Linked DNA regions of Gossypium hirsutum: region 2 is linked to region 1. The links are chromatin contacts, called in public Hi-C maps. All regions are on one chromosome and are shown on one strand. Each heading gives the region's core, a stretch centred on a gene start, on an enhancer-like site or on the middle of the called end of the contact. The rest is flanking DNA. Distances are from core to core; before and after follow the strand shown. Region 1 holds the start of LOC107892040 (hypersensitive-induced response protein 4). Region 2 holds the start of LOC107892089 (protein EXORDIUM-like 3).

What was found. A called contact is a pair of places that touch in the nucleus more often than the background predicts.
Region 2: a Hi-C map of leaf shows a contact between it and region 1, with 2.1 times the contacts expected there. The contact joins the promoter of LOC107892089 here to the promoter of LOC107892040 in region 1. A contact is called at or near these places in 10 of 34 Hi-C or Micro-C datasets (callus, hypocotyl, leaf and 1 more).

The regions. Positions count from the first base shown.
Region 1 is chrD09:23,215,150-23,221,552 of Gossypium_hirsutum_v2.1, reverse strand. LOC107892040 (hypersensitive-induced response protein 4) reads left to right here and starts at 2,976. Exons shown (of 5, transcript XM_041101710.1): 1 at 2,976-3,723; 2 at 3,944-4,064; 3 at 4,184-4,275; 4 at 5,249-5,345; 5 at 5,738-6,288. The coding sequence starts at 3,241. The coding sequence ends at 6,108. LOC107892039 (somatic embryogenesis receptor kinase 1) reads left to right here and starts at 497. Exons shown (of 3, transcript XM_016817006.2): 1 at 497-1,054; 2 at 1,228-1,488; 3 at 1,598-3,048. The coding sequence starts at 631. The coding sequence ends at 2,922.
Region 2 is chrD09:23,476,699-23,483,101 of Gossypium_hirsutum_v2.1, reverse strand. It overlaps LOC107892089 (protein EXORDIUM-like 3), which reads right to left and starts at 4,171. Exons shown (of 1, transcript XM_016817070.2): 1 at 2,789-4,171. The coding sequence starts at 3,915. The coding sequence ends at 2,899. LOC107892090 reads left to right here. Exons shown (of 7, transcript XR_005918568.1): 4 at 1-33; 5 at 341-528; 6 at 691-833; 7 at 907-1,362.

The DNA of each region.
Region 1 (6,403 bases), core at 1,727-4,226:
GATATTTTTTTAAAAATCATTTAATAAATAAGTCGGTAGGTAGATTCGGATTCTTTTATCAAAAGAGTAGGCTTGAATAATTTTTTGTAAATTCAAATTTTTACTTACATCTTATAGATATTTATTTATTATAATTTTCTAATAATTATTTAGTAAAATTGACCGGAACAATTGAACTGAAAATTAATAGTTTTAGTAGTACCTGGTTATGAAAATGTTATGAATAAAGATAAAATATTATTAGCATTGTTATAGAGCAAAAGATTGGTGCTTCCCCTTTTGGGAAAATATCTTTACTAGGAGAATGTCTGAGGATCAACCAAAGTCTCTTCCTCCTCTTCATTAAATCCAACGGCTCACATTCTTTTTAATTCATATTAAAGTTTCTGTAGTTGTATTATTATTTAATATTTAAAACCATGTTACTTTATTTATTATTTTAATTATTTTAATTATTTTGAGATCGTACAAAGCGTTTTTAAATTGTCAAATCTTTAGGAAAGCAATCAAAGCATATATGGACACATCTCTGCATCTTTGTCTCTTCCTTCACTTGAGAACTGAGGAAAAAAAAAAAAAGAAGATTCAGAAGCATTCTTCTTCTTCTTTTTTTTTTTTAGACCAAAAGCAATGGATTTCAGACTACCTCTCATCTTTTTCCTCATTCTCTTCACAACCCAGTGTTGTTTCAGTGCAAATACTGAACTGAAAGTAGTTATGGAAATCAAAGCTGGTTTAGACCCAGAGAACAAGTATCTCTCTTCATGGACCTTTAATGGTGACCCTCGTGATGGTTCATATGAAGGCTTATGCTGTAACGAGAAAGGCCAAATAGCCAACATTTCTTTGCAAGGGAAAGGATTGTCTGGCAAACTCTCACCGGCTATTGCTGAGCTTAAACACTTGACAGGGCTTTACTTGCATTACAACTCTTTGTATGGGGAGATACCTAAAGAAATAGCAAACTTGACTCTACTCACTGATTTATATCTCAACATGAATAATCTCTCTGGTCAGATTCCTCCTCAGATTGGTGAACTGGGTAGCTTGAAGGGTTAGTGGTCTTGTATTTGAATTTTCTCTTCTATTTACCATTGGTTTTTTTTCCAAATCTTGCTGTGTTTGGATTATGAGAAATTTTCCATTTTGGGTCTTTATGTTTTTAAGCAAAAATCACTTAACTGGGTTTTTTTTCCCTTTTCCTTCTTTTGCAAATATACTGTGTAGTGTTGCAGCTCTGTTATAACCAGCTCACAGGAAGCATACCAACACAATTGGGATCTTTAAAGAAGCTTAATGTACTTGCCTTGCAGTCCAATCAACTTACTGGTGCAATCCCTGCAAGTTTAGGGGATTTGGGTACATTAATAAGGCTTGATTTGAGTTTCAATAGTTTCTTTGGTTCAATCCCTTTGAAACTAGCTGATGCTCCTTTGCTTCAAGTTCTAGACATTCGGAACAATTCACTTTCTGGCAATGTCCCTCTTGGTACTCATCTTTTTTATTTATTTATTATATATAACTATATTCTGCTTGGCTTTATGGAAAAATAATAATGAACTTCATTTGATTTTTTTCCCTTCTTGGTTTGATGTAGCTCTTAAGAGACTGAATGATGGATTCTTGTTTCAAAATAATCCGGGTCTATGTGGGTCTGGTTTTGCATCATTGAAAGTTTGTAATGATTCTGATCATATTAATCCAAGCAAACCTGAGGTGTATGGGTCAGGGGCAGCTGGTGTTACTAGAGAAATACCGGAGACGGCAAATCTTCAGTTACCTTGTGAGCAAAAACCCTGCTCGAAGCCATCAAAGTCTCAAAGGGGTCCTATTCTTGTTGCCCTGATTGTTGTCATAGTTGCATTATCAGTTATAGGACTCGTCACATTCATGCAATATCGTCGCCAGAAACAGAAGCTTAGTAGCTTATCTGAAGTTCCTGAAAACCGCCTTAGCACCAATCAAACCAAGGGGTTTAGTAAGAAGAACGGATCTCCACTCATTAGCCTTGAGTATGCTAATGGTTGGGATCCTTTGGCTGATGGCAGGAACTACAATGGCTTTGCCGAGAGCTTTAGGTTCAACTTAGAAGAGGTGGAGACAGCTACTCAGTACTTTTCGGAGTTAAATTTATTGGGGAAGAGTAACTTTTCCGCAACTTATAGAGGGTTTCTAAGGGATGGATCAGCTATTGCGATTAAAAGCATCGGCAAAACTAGTTGCAAATCAGATGACGCTGAGTTCTTGAGGGGACTGATTGTTTTGGCTTCATTGAAGCATGAAAATTTAGTGGGATTGAGAGGGTTCTGTTGTTCAAAGGCCCAGGGAGAGTGCTTTCTCATATATGATTTTGTCCCTAATGGGAATTTACTAAGCTATCTTGATGTCAAGGATGGTAATGGACAGGTCTTGGAATGGTCCACAAGAGTTTCCATTGTTAAAGGCATAGCCAAAGCTATAGCATATTTGCATGGTAACGAAGTAAACAAACCTGCCCTCGTTCACCAAAACATTTCAGCTCAAAAAGTGGTCATCGATGATCAGTTCAATCCTTTGCTCTCGGATTCGGGCTTGCACAACCTCCTTACCAATGATATCGTGTTTGCAACGCTCAAGGGCAGTGCTGCTATGGGTTACTTAGCTCCTGAATACACTAGTACAGGCCGGTTTACCGAGAAGAGTGATGTTTATGCATTTGGGGTCGTGGTTTTTCAAGTCCTTGGTGGGAAACGAAATGTGACTAGGTTGGTACGAGTTGGAGGTGAATGTTGTAGAATCCAAGATTTTATAGACTCAAACCTCCATGGTAGGTACTTGGAATATGAAGCAGCTAAACTTGCAAGAATTGCTTGGCATTGCACTCACGAGTGTCCTGTAGAAAGACCATCCATGGAAGCAGTGGTTCAAGATCTGGGCGTGTAGACTCGGTTTCAACTGGATTTTCATGTCAAGCTTTTTAAGTTTTTGGATATTTTGTGCTTTCATTGTCATGAGTGTTGTAACTTTGTAAACCCTTAATTTTATATTCATCTCCCTAGCTTTATGATGGCTCTTTGTGTTTGCTGGGATACTTTGGGTAAAGTCATGTGAAATTTACTTGTTTGATCAGAGTCTGGTGAGATATTCTGGTATGATATCTTCAGAGTACGAAAACAGAAGATAATAACCATTCCATATTATGGAGCGTTTTAGTAAATATACTTTATTTCTATTTTGTCTTTTCTGTACTTCAAAAATGCAATGGGTCAAGCAAAAGGTGATAATCGCCTACGTCAAGAAGCAACCCTGGCTGCTATCCAAATCCAATTAAAACCAACTTTTTTTCTCAAAATAAAAAAAATCACCACCAAGGAGGCGACACGAGAAGTCGAGAATCCAAATCCTTATCGTCGTCCGTCCACACCGAATCTCCTACTTTTCACCGTCTTAACTCGTAATCAAGAACCAAAGAATTCCGCCTTCTTTCATTTGATTTTAATTCTTTCTTTTTTGTTTCATCCGTTTTGTTTATTATCGATCGAGAAAAAAATGGGGAATACGTCTTGCATATTCTTTGCGTGCGTCGATCAGGCCAGTATCGGCGTGGTGGAGAGGTGGGGTCGTTTCGAGAAGTTGGCGGAGCCTGGCCTTCACTTATTTAACCCCTGCGCCGGTCAATGGCTCGCCGGCGTCCTTTCTACCCGAATCTCTTCTCTCGATGTCCGCATCGAGACCAAAACCAAGGTCAATTCCCTTATTAACCCCTTCCATCAATATGCCTAGCTACTCTATTTCTAATCAATTCATCATATGAATTTTATCAGTTCTTTTTTTTTTGTGTGTGTGTGTGTGTGTGCTTGTTTTGCGGGGAAATCGCCCAATTTTGAACAATATTTACATTGATATTGTTGCTCTACTAGCTGAAGATCAATGAGTATGAATATGAGAATGTTACATTTTGTAGGACAATGTTTTTGTTCAATTGGTTTGCTCCATTCAATACCGAGTGATGAAACGACATGCTGATGATGCATTCTATGAGCTGCAAAATCCCAAAGAACAGATCCAGGCTTTTGTGTTTGATGGTCATTTTCTTTGGCTTTCTTTATGCGTATCAGCCTATAATATTATGCTCCTTTTTTGGTAAACTAAAACCATTTATGCATCCCATTTCGTCTCACTTTTTTTCCCTTGTTGGTGGTAGTGGTTCGAGCTCTAGTTCCAAGGATGGATTTGGATGAACTCTTTGAACAAAAGGGTGAGGTTGCTAAAGCTGTGCTTGAGGAAATTGAGAAGGTAGTATAGTTCATTCATTTGCTATACCATTTATCCTTATGCACCAAATTACTCAAGAGTGCTTAAATTAAGTGCATAAGGCATACATGTATATATACATTCACATACATATATATTTGGTTGTAAAAACTGTTTAACGGGTAGACCGAAGAAGACCAATGATTATATAAGCATGTATATGTATAAAAGAGATAAATTTTGGTTGTAGAAACTGATGAGCTGGTAAATCAAAGAAGACTTTGATATGTCAGTCTTGAAAAAAGTACGATAGATGTCCTTGTACTAAGAGTCATGCATTTTGAGCAAATTAGTCCACATATATTGGATAAAAAAGCAAACTGATCTTTCTGTAAAAAATTTCATCCAGTTCTACAGTTAAAAAATGGTCCTTGTACATCAGTATCAGATACACATGACACGTCATGTGTTACTTTTTGGTTATTCCGTCAGCTATGCCAGTTTTTATCAGTACAAATGAATGAAATTTTCAACTGAAAGGAACAATTTGCCCTTTTGATTTAACGTATAGAGACTAATTTGTCCAATTCTTTTAGTTGAGGGGGCAAAATGCAATCTGACCCCTAGTATAGGGGCCTCCATGTTACTTTTACCGTCAGTCGTGTACTTGTTGCTTTCAGTTTGATGTGCCCAATAGTAGATGGTAAGTGAAGCAATGGACTTGCTCTCCTTTGCAATAAAGGAGAGATTAGGACTATTTTGTGGTCTTGTTGTTTGGCCTGCATTTTACCAGAACATGAATGCATGAGGAACAGCCATTTTCATTTTCTTGTAAAGTAGCAATTCTTTTTTTATGATACATGATAAATTATGACCATTTTCTATCTAATTGCGCTAGAGTGGTTATGCATGCATCTAAATTTGGGTTTCCTTTTCTCAATCTATGTGCTTCTTCTCTACCTTTTATGAGGCTATTCATATCATATATTATATAGAATCTGAAATTATGTATCAGGTTATGGGAGAATATGGATATAGCATTGAGCATATTCTGATGGTTGACATCATTCCTGATTCTTCTGTACGCAAAGCAATGAATGAGATAAATGCAGGTAATGACATGTACCAATTAAAGATGTTCCCACTTTTATTGAGCTATCTGTTTTAGTTCTCTCTCTTTCTGATACAAGCATATAAAATTTTGTTAAAGTTGTGAAATTACTACCTAAACTCCAGCTTCTGTAAGAATCATGTCTGTCTTCTTGGCACTAATTAAGCTATTAAACGACGCAAAGAAATTCAGTGACCATGCAATCTTGAGTCTAATACTCTTGGACTCTTTAGATCCATTTATCTGAAATTTGAAGAAACGCATAACTTGGCTATGATTTTGTTTTACAGCTCAAAGACCATGCCAACTCGAGTCTAATACTCTTGGACTCTTGAGATCCATTTGTCTGAAATTTGAAGAAATGCATAACTTGGCTATGATTTTGTTTTACAGCTCAAAGACTTCAGCTTGCCAGTGTGTACAAAGGGGAAGCTGAGAAGATTCTCCAAGTTAAAAGAGCAGAAGCGGAAGCGGAAGCCAAGTACTTGGGCGGGGTGGGTGTAGCCAGGCAGCGGCAGGCAATCACGGATGGGTTGAGGGAGAACATTTTGAATTTCTCTCACAAGGTGGAAGGCACCTCAGCCAAGGAAGTGATGGATCTTATCATGATCACACAGTACTTTGATACAATCAAAGACCTCGGAAACTCCTCAAAGAACACTACTGTTTTTATACCCCATGGACCCGGTCATGTTAGGGATATCGGTGAGCAGATACGGAATGGGCTGATGGAGGCAGCTAGTGCTAAAGTAAATGTTGAATAAGCAAGAGTTGTTTTTAATTGAAAGAGAAGACAATCAAATAGGTAGGTCTTTGAGTAGTAAATACTGTTGTGATACTTGTGAGTGGTGAGACTGTAAGATTGGTTGATATATAGGGCTGTAAAAAAGATTTAACAATTTGAGGAGATGAGATTGCTCTATTTTTACATTTACCTTTATTTATTTTGACCTCTCTCTCTCTGTCTCTATATATATTATAAAACCAAAAGCACCTACATCCTTGAGAATCTTTTGAATGGCTGATGACTGACTCACTGATATTTAGTAGACAGGCCAG
Region 2 (6,403 bases), core at 2,922-5,421, 260 kb before region 1:
TATGGGGGCCCTATGTTTCTACTTCCTGGTTTGGTAAGGCTTAACAAAGCTATATCTAATTCTGATCTATCTGTTAATGTGGAAATTACAAATGTCTTTTCTGTGGCTTAATCTACAAAGAAATTAAACTGTTCCTTCTCAAAATCTTTTGACATTTCACATTTGTACGTGTAGTGGAAGAACCAATCCTTTATTTTGTCATTATGTCTGTGTTTTTAACTTTGAGATCCCCTAATAATTACATTTCAATAGCTTTCTGATTACCTTGACATTGTTGCATCTCTCAACAACTAATAATTGGATGATATGTAATTTAATCTTTGTTTATAAACTGCAACAGGTTATTACATTATATGCTACTGGAGCCTTGAATACTGTCCTATCAAAGGATCATCAATATGAGATATGCAGATATCTGTACAATCATCAGGCAAGCAATGTGCACTGTGTCAACGTTTTGTCGATATTTGATCCTGATAGGTGCTTGGAGCATATGAATGGTCAGGGAATAATCCACTGCCTCCAGAAGTATGGCTATGTCCTTACTTTCTTCCTATTCATCCAGGTTTCTAATTACTTTTTGATGGTTATGTTTTTTAATTCTTCATTCCAAGCAATGTAGAATATAGAATATGTGTGTGTGTGTGTGTGTGTTTTAGTCACTAGCCTCTTTTCTATTTTTCATTTTAGACAAAGACAACTCATATTGGAGGATCTTGTTTCCTATTTCCAACCACTGCTCCCTTTTCAAACTAGAAAAAAGCTATATTTGAGAAATTGGGACCAACAATTGATGCTGCTGGTGCTTCAGGAGTCAACATACTATGTTGCAGGTATGGTCAATTTTATTGATCGATGCATAATATTCTGAAAATGCAAATTAATGAGTCTATGATGCAAGTTCAGGAAGCATGGATGATGCCATTTGCCTTCTGTACACGAGAAAAGAGGTGGTGTGAATTTGCAGAACCTGTTAACGGGGAGTCTACACAATTTCTTCAGGAATTTGCACTAAGTATAACATGGTCATTAGAAGCTCAATTATTGAGAGGGATATAAATCATGGAAAGACTCTCTGGAATACTGCTGTTATAATTGGAAATCATGGCAACATAATAGACTCTCTGGAATACTGCTATTTTCTATTTAAATTGGGGACTTCAATGGAGCCTGTTGCCTTTGTTGATTGCAGTTGCTGGTATTTCTAGCATATTGCTAGTTCATTTGCTTCATAGATATCAGATGGTTGTCTGCCTCTTTACCTGGTTGTATTAAATCAATAGGTGTCAGTTGAAAATTTTGATTGTATGTATCATTCATTTTGATTTTACTATCAGTTCTATGAAATTCTTTTTTGGGCCATGAGTGATTTTTTCTTACCAGTTGCGTGAGCACATTTCGCCATATCTCTAGGTAAAAAGCTGGGTTCTTCGCTTGTATTTTTTCCTCTCTATTGGATGGCAGCCTATAGTATTGGGGCAATGCTTGATCTAGTAGTAGCTTTCAAAGAACATAGCTGATTGCATGCATATGGTTATGTATTTGTTGAATGCATACATATATACATATTTATGTCTGTAAATGTGAGCATTGGGATAAATTTCATAGGAGTTAGCTTTGTGTTACAATGTAGATTGGTTGGCTAAGGAATTGGTTATATTTGAGAGTGGCTGAAATTTGATAATGATGTTATCTGTGTTGTTTGTAAGACAACAAAAAAATTGCTTTTATGCTAAGCGTAATTTCATCAGGAGATCACTATAAATGATTCACTACTAATTAGTAAATTTCGGAAGTAGTTTGCAATGCTTTTATATTTTAATAATTGAGTATTATTATATATTTAATTTTATTTATTTATTTATAAATAAATTATTGCAATATATGTAAAAACAATTTAAAATATAAAAATTTATTAATATATATTAATATATGTAAAAACAACTTTTCCGGAAAATATTTTCAGGAAATTTGTCAAACAGTAGAAAACATTTTACACAGATTCAATCAAATACCAGAAAATATTTTCCAATAAATCATTTTATAGAAAAGTAAAACATTTTCCAGAAATTATTTTCCGGAAAACATTTTACTGTCAATCAAACAGACCCTGAATGAGACTCGAAATAAATTAAAATTTAAGTCAAACTTACACTAAAATTAAGTCAAACTTATTATAGTTTTAAGTTCAAGAAAGCTCTGTCATACCTACTAAGGGTGAATTTAGATGGGCGGTGCTGCGGTTAGTGTAAAAACAGCAGTGGCGGTGAGATTAGATACTGTAGCGATACTGTAGCATGAGACAAAAAAAAAAAACTAAACGCATCCCACTCAATTGCCTATCCAAACCCATCATCAATTGGATTCATACCCACTCAATTGGATTCCAATTAAAATTGAATTAATTGATCCAATCAATTTAATTCAATTAATTGATCGAATTATCTAATTGGAATAAGAAGTTGGTTAATAACTTTGTGAAAGTTTAATTATCGATTAATTTAATTTGAGATCAAGTAATTAACCAAATCAATCGAACTTAATAATTAATAATATAAATTACAAGATTTTAATTTAAATAATTTGATCAAATGAACATTATCAATTTTTTTATATGTTTTATACTTACTATAACAAAAACAAAAACAAAAACAAAAATTTTAAACTGAATTAACTGAAACATTTTATTTCAATTATTTTTTTAAAAAAATTCAATTCAATTAAGATTAAAAATTCGTTTAATTCGATTTTAACCCCTATTATCACCACCATCCAAATCTTTCAAATCTTCATATAAGGAATAATATATAAATTATAAATATTACAAAGTCCATATTTAATAAACCTCAAAATGCCAAAATAAAGAAACCCTAAAATATTTTAATTTCAAAATAAAAATTACTGATCAAGTGCATTAGGCCCAGAACAGTAATTAAGGATATGATTCCAAACCCACTGAACCAAGTACCTCCGTCTGATCCCGTTCATGTTAAACGTGGCACCATCTTTATCGTTCAATAGCTGTCCCGTGTAAGATCCACCACCTCCAGTTCCATAAATACCCTCACATAAATCCGCTATTTCCACCGGTGCCACTGGGTCTTGGCCGGCATACCAAGCATTCACCAACGGGTTGGTTGCTAGTTCAGCAATTTCGTGTCCGATCACGCTTATCATCCCGTCCACTCCAACGTCACCGTTGGGTGACTTTAACGGCTTGAACCCCGTCATGTATTTCGGCACGGCGAAGGGATAAGCGCATACCCCCAGGCAAAGCTTTGCCGAGTTCCCCACCCATGCGTATGGGAGCGTGTAACCCACGATGGATGGGAATGTGAAATAATGGAACCCACATACTTGGCCGCAAAAATCCTGGACGTACACGTCATCGGATGTGAGCAAGAGGAAGAGCCCGCTCCTGGGGTTTATCGGCAACGGCTTTGTACTCGCTGTCACCGCGCTTTTTATCACCGACTGTATCGACAAGCGCGTCAGTTTTTTCCCGTGCGAGTAAAATCGGTCGTTCTTCTCTTCCCCTAAATGCACAGTATGGGAAATGTTGGCGCCCGTTTGGTCCGTATAAAGTTGTACGGTCTTCCACCAGCCGGCAACAGAAGGGCGCTTGGCATCAACGGCGGAGATTGAGTTGATGAACTCACGGATGATCTTCTTCTGAGATTTTTGCCATCGGCCGTACCAAACTATGTGTACGGTGATGTTGGCGGTGAGAACTGGTCCCATATGGTATCTCATTTGGACGAACTCTGATGAGCCCTCGAATTTCTTGGAGCTTCCAAACGTTAAATCGGAGCTGTTGGGTTTTAAGTGAGGCCATGGACGGTATCCAATGACTGGAGTTACCATCAGCAGTACAGACACTGCGATGAGGCTGAGAAGCACCGGAAATTGGTGCATTTTAGCAGGTGGAGTTGAAGAGAAGAAAAGGGCAATGGAAGGCTATAGTAGCAAGTGAGGGTGGTGGAAGATTAGGAGTACATATAGAAAGTGAGAAATTTAATTTGAAAACGAAAAAGAAATTAAAAAAAATAAAAGGAGGAAAAGGTGAAAAAAATGGAGAAATTTTACAGGGCATTGATTTGCGGGTAGTGGAGGACAGATAGATTCTTTTAAAGCGAGGATGGAAGAGTAAAGAGGGGAAGAGGAGGTGGGGTTGAGAGTGGGGTCATTATTATGATGGTGATTTCATTTGATCGATCTGATCTGATCTGATAGGGCGGGAAAAATATGGCGGATAAGGAGGATGGTTCAGGGGATTCAGAAAATGTGTTCGAGACAATTTTATTTTGAGTAAATTAGATTAACAGTAATTCAATTTTGATTTCAATGATAAAATATTCATTCGATTTTTTTTAAAAAATAATTCAGTTTTATTAACTATTTTTTATTATAAACTAACTAAAAGTTGATATGTTATCCTTCTGTGTAAACGATCTCATTTTAAAACCCTAGCTAGGTTGGGTAATAAAAGAAGAAGAAGAGAAAAATTCTAGGGTGATTCAGTAGCAACATGAGGTTGTGAATCGCGTTGGGGCAAGCTTCACAAAGAACAGTTCCACAACGACAACGGTCGAGAGCTTTTATTCGTCATATCCAACCAAATGCACCAACTTAGTGCTAGATGAGGAGAGATTAGAAGGTAGAGAATGAGACAAAAGTTCAATTTGGGTTTTGGCAATCGCTGATCCACAACTAAATGTTTTAAAGCAAGCATCAACGATCTTTCTAGATTCCTTGTCGATTTTGATTTGAAGCTTCATAACATCACATCAAGCAGGACCTCTGACTAAACCGGTGCCGATGTTCAGATCATTCTTATCGAAGGAACCGATATTATAAGGATTGTTGTAGTGGTCGATGACGTTTTTGTGGTAAAGACGTGGAAGAATTTGAACGGGTCGTGATGGGATCTCCCTTTACATTGGCCCAAGCATCCGTTTAGATGCTAACCTCAACATTTTCGCCATCAATTTTCAATTTTCATTGCCAAAGAAAGAGCTTTTCCAAGTTCTGTTAAGGTTTGTGTTTTGTTTGCTTTGTCCACATCAATCTGCCACATCAGCTAATTGGGTTAACTGGGTTTCCACACGTCAGCTAGTTAACGGACCATGTCACCTGTCCCGTTAGGCCTGTAACGGAAAATGTTAGTGGGTGGTTGATTTGTCACTTTTTGATAATGTTAGTGACTAATTTATTATTTTTTTAAAATTAAGTGACTGAATTGAAAGTTGAATGACATTTTGTCATTGAAATCAAAATTAAGTGATTATTGATATAATTTACCCTTTTATTTTATGTTGTGGATATGCTGTTGACCTTGGTATGAATTTTGGACTAGGACCACGCGGGGGGGGGGGGGGGTATGCTCTTGTCTCGCCGCTATGGGGATCAACGCTACGCTGTGTTTTATCGAGCAACCAACCAATCCATAATATGCATTTTTGTCTATGCCTTGTCTTATTGTAGCTTTTAAGAAAATTGGACTGGTACGGCATAGAAAATACACTAGATTATGACTTCATTTATTATTGAAGCGGAAATATGTTTTTCAATCCAAATTTTGAATAATAATAATAATATAGAAATTAAATACTTAAATTAAAAATATTGATACTTAAATTGTTTTTTTGTCTGTATGTAAATTAATTTTTTAAGTTGATATTTTCATTATTTAAAAAAAATTATAACTCATAAATTGACATGTAAACTTGTTATTTTTCTCATTTTGATACCTAACTTTTTTTTTTGTCATAAGTGATAACTAAATTATTTTTTTCCTAGATTGGCACCTCTATCGTTAGTCAAACCGTTAAGTTTATTTTTTTTAAAAAGATAACCAATTAAATCTTGTAGCAAAAAAAGACAAAATTATTATTTTCTTTATATATTTAAAACTTATTAAAAATTCATAAAAATAAAAAATTAAAAATAGTGAGAATCAATTCGACTAGTTCAATCAGTTTTTTTAGCTTGGTTCAACTAATTTGTATTGGTTCGTGAGTCAACCAATTCAACCCCTATCCTTGGACCAATTTTCAATCCAACCTATCGATTCGGTCTGGTTCTAAAACCATTGTTTTTGATTGATGAAAGAACATTTTCGATTCCTTCAAGTCAAATAAGTAGACGTGGCAATTTATGATTGGTTGAATTTTTTTTAATGTATATAACATTTTGATGTAAAATAAGTAACAGAAGAATAATTTATGTACCATTTGCGATAAAAAAAGTTTAGGTACCATCACGGCTTTCTTCCTCGGACGTATAGTCATACGAATCACATGGAGTGCCGGCTAAATATTTGGATGTCCCTACTTGCCGCTCATCTATATCGTCTAACAAAATTATTGTTTCGTTTCTTCGTTGGTAAAGCTCTAGCATAAGC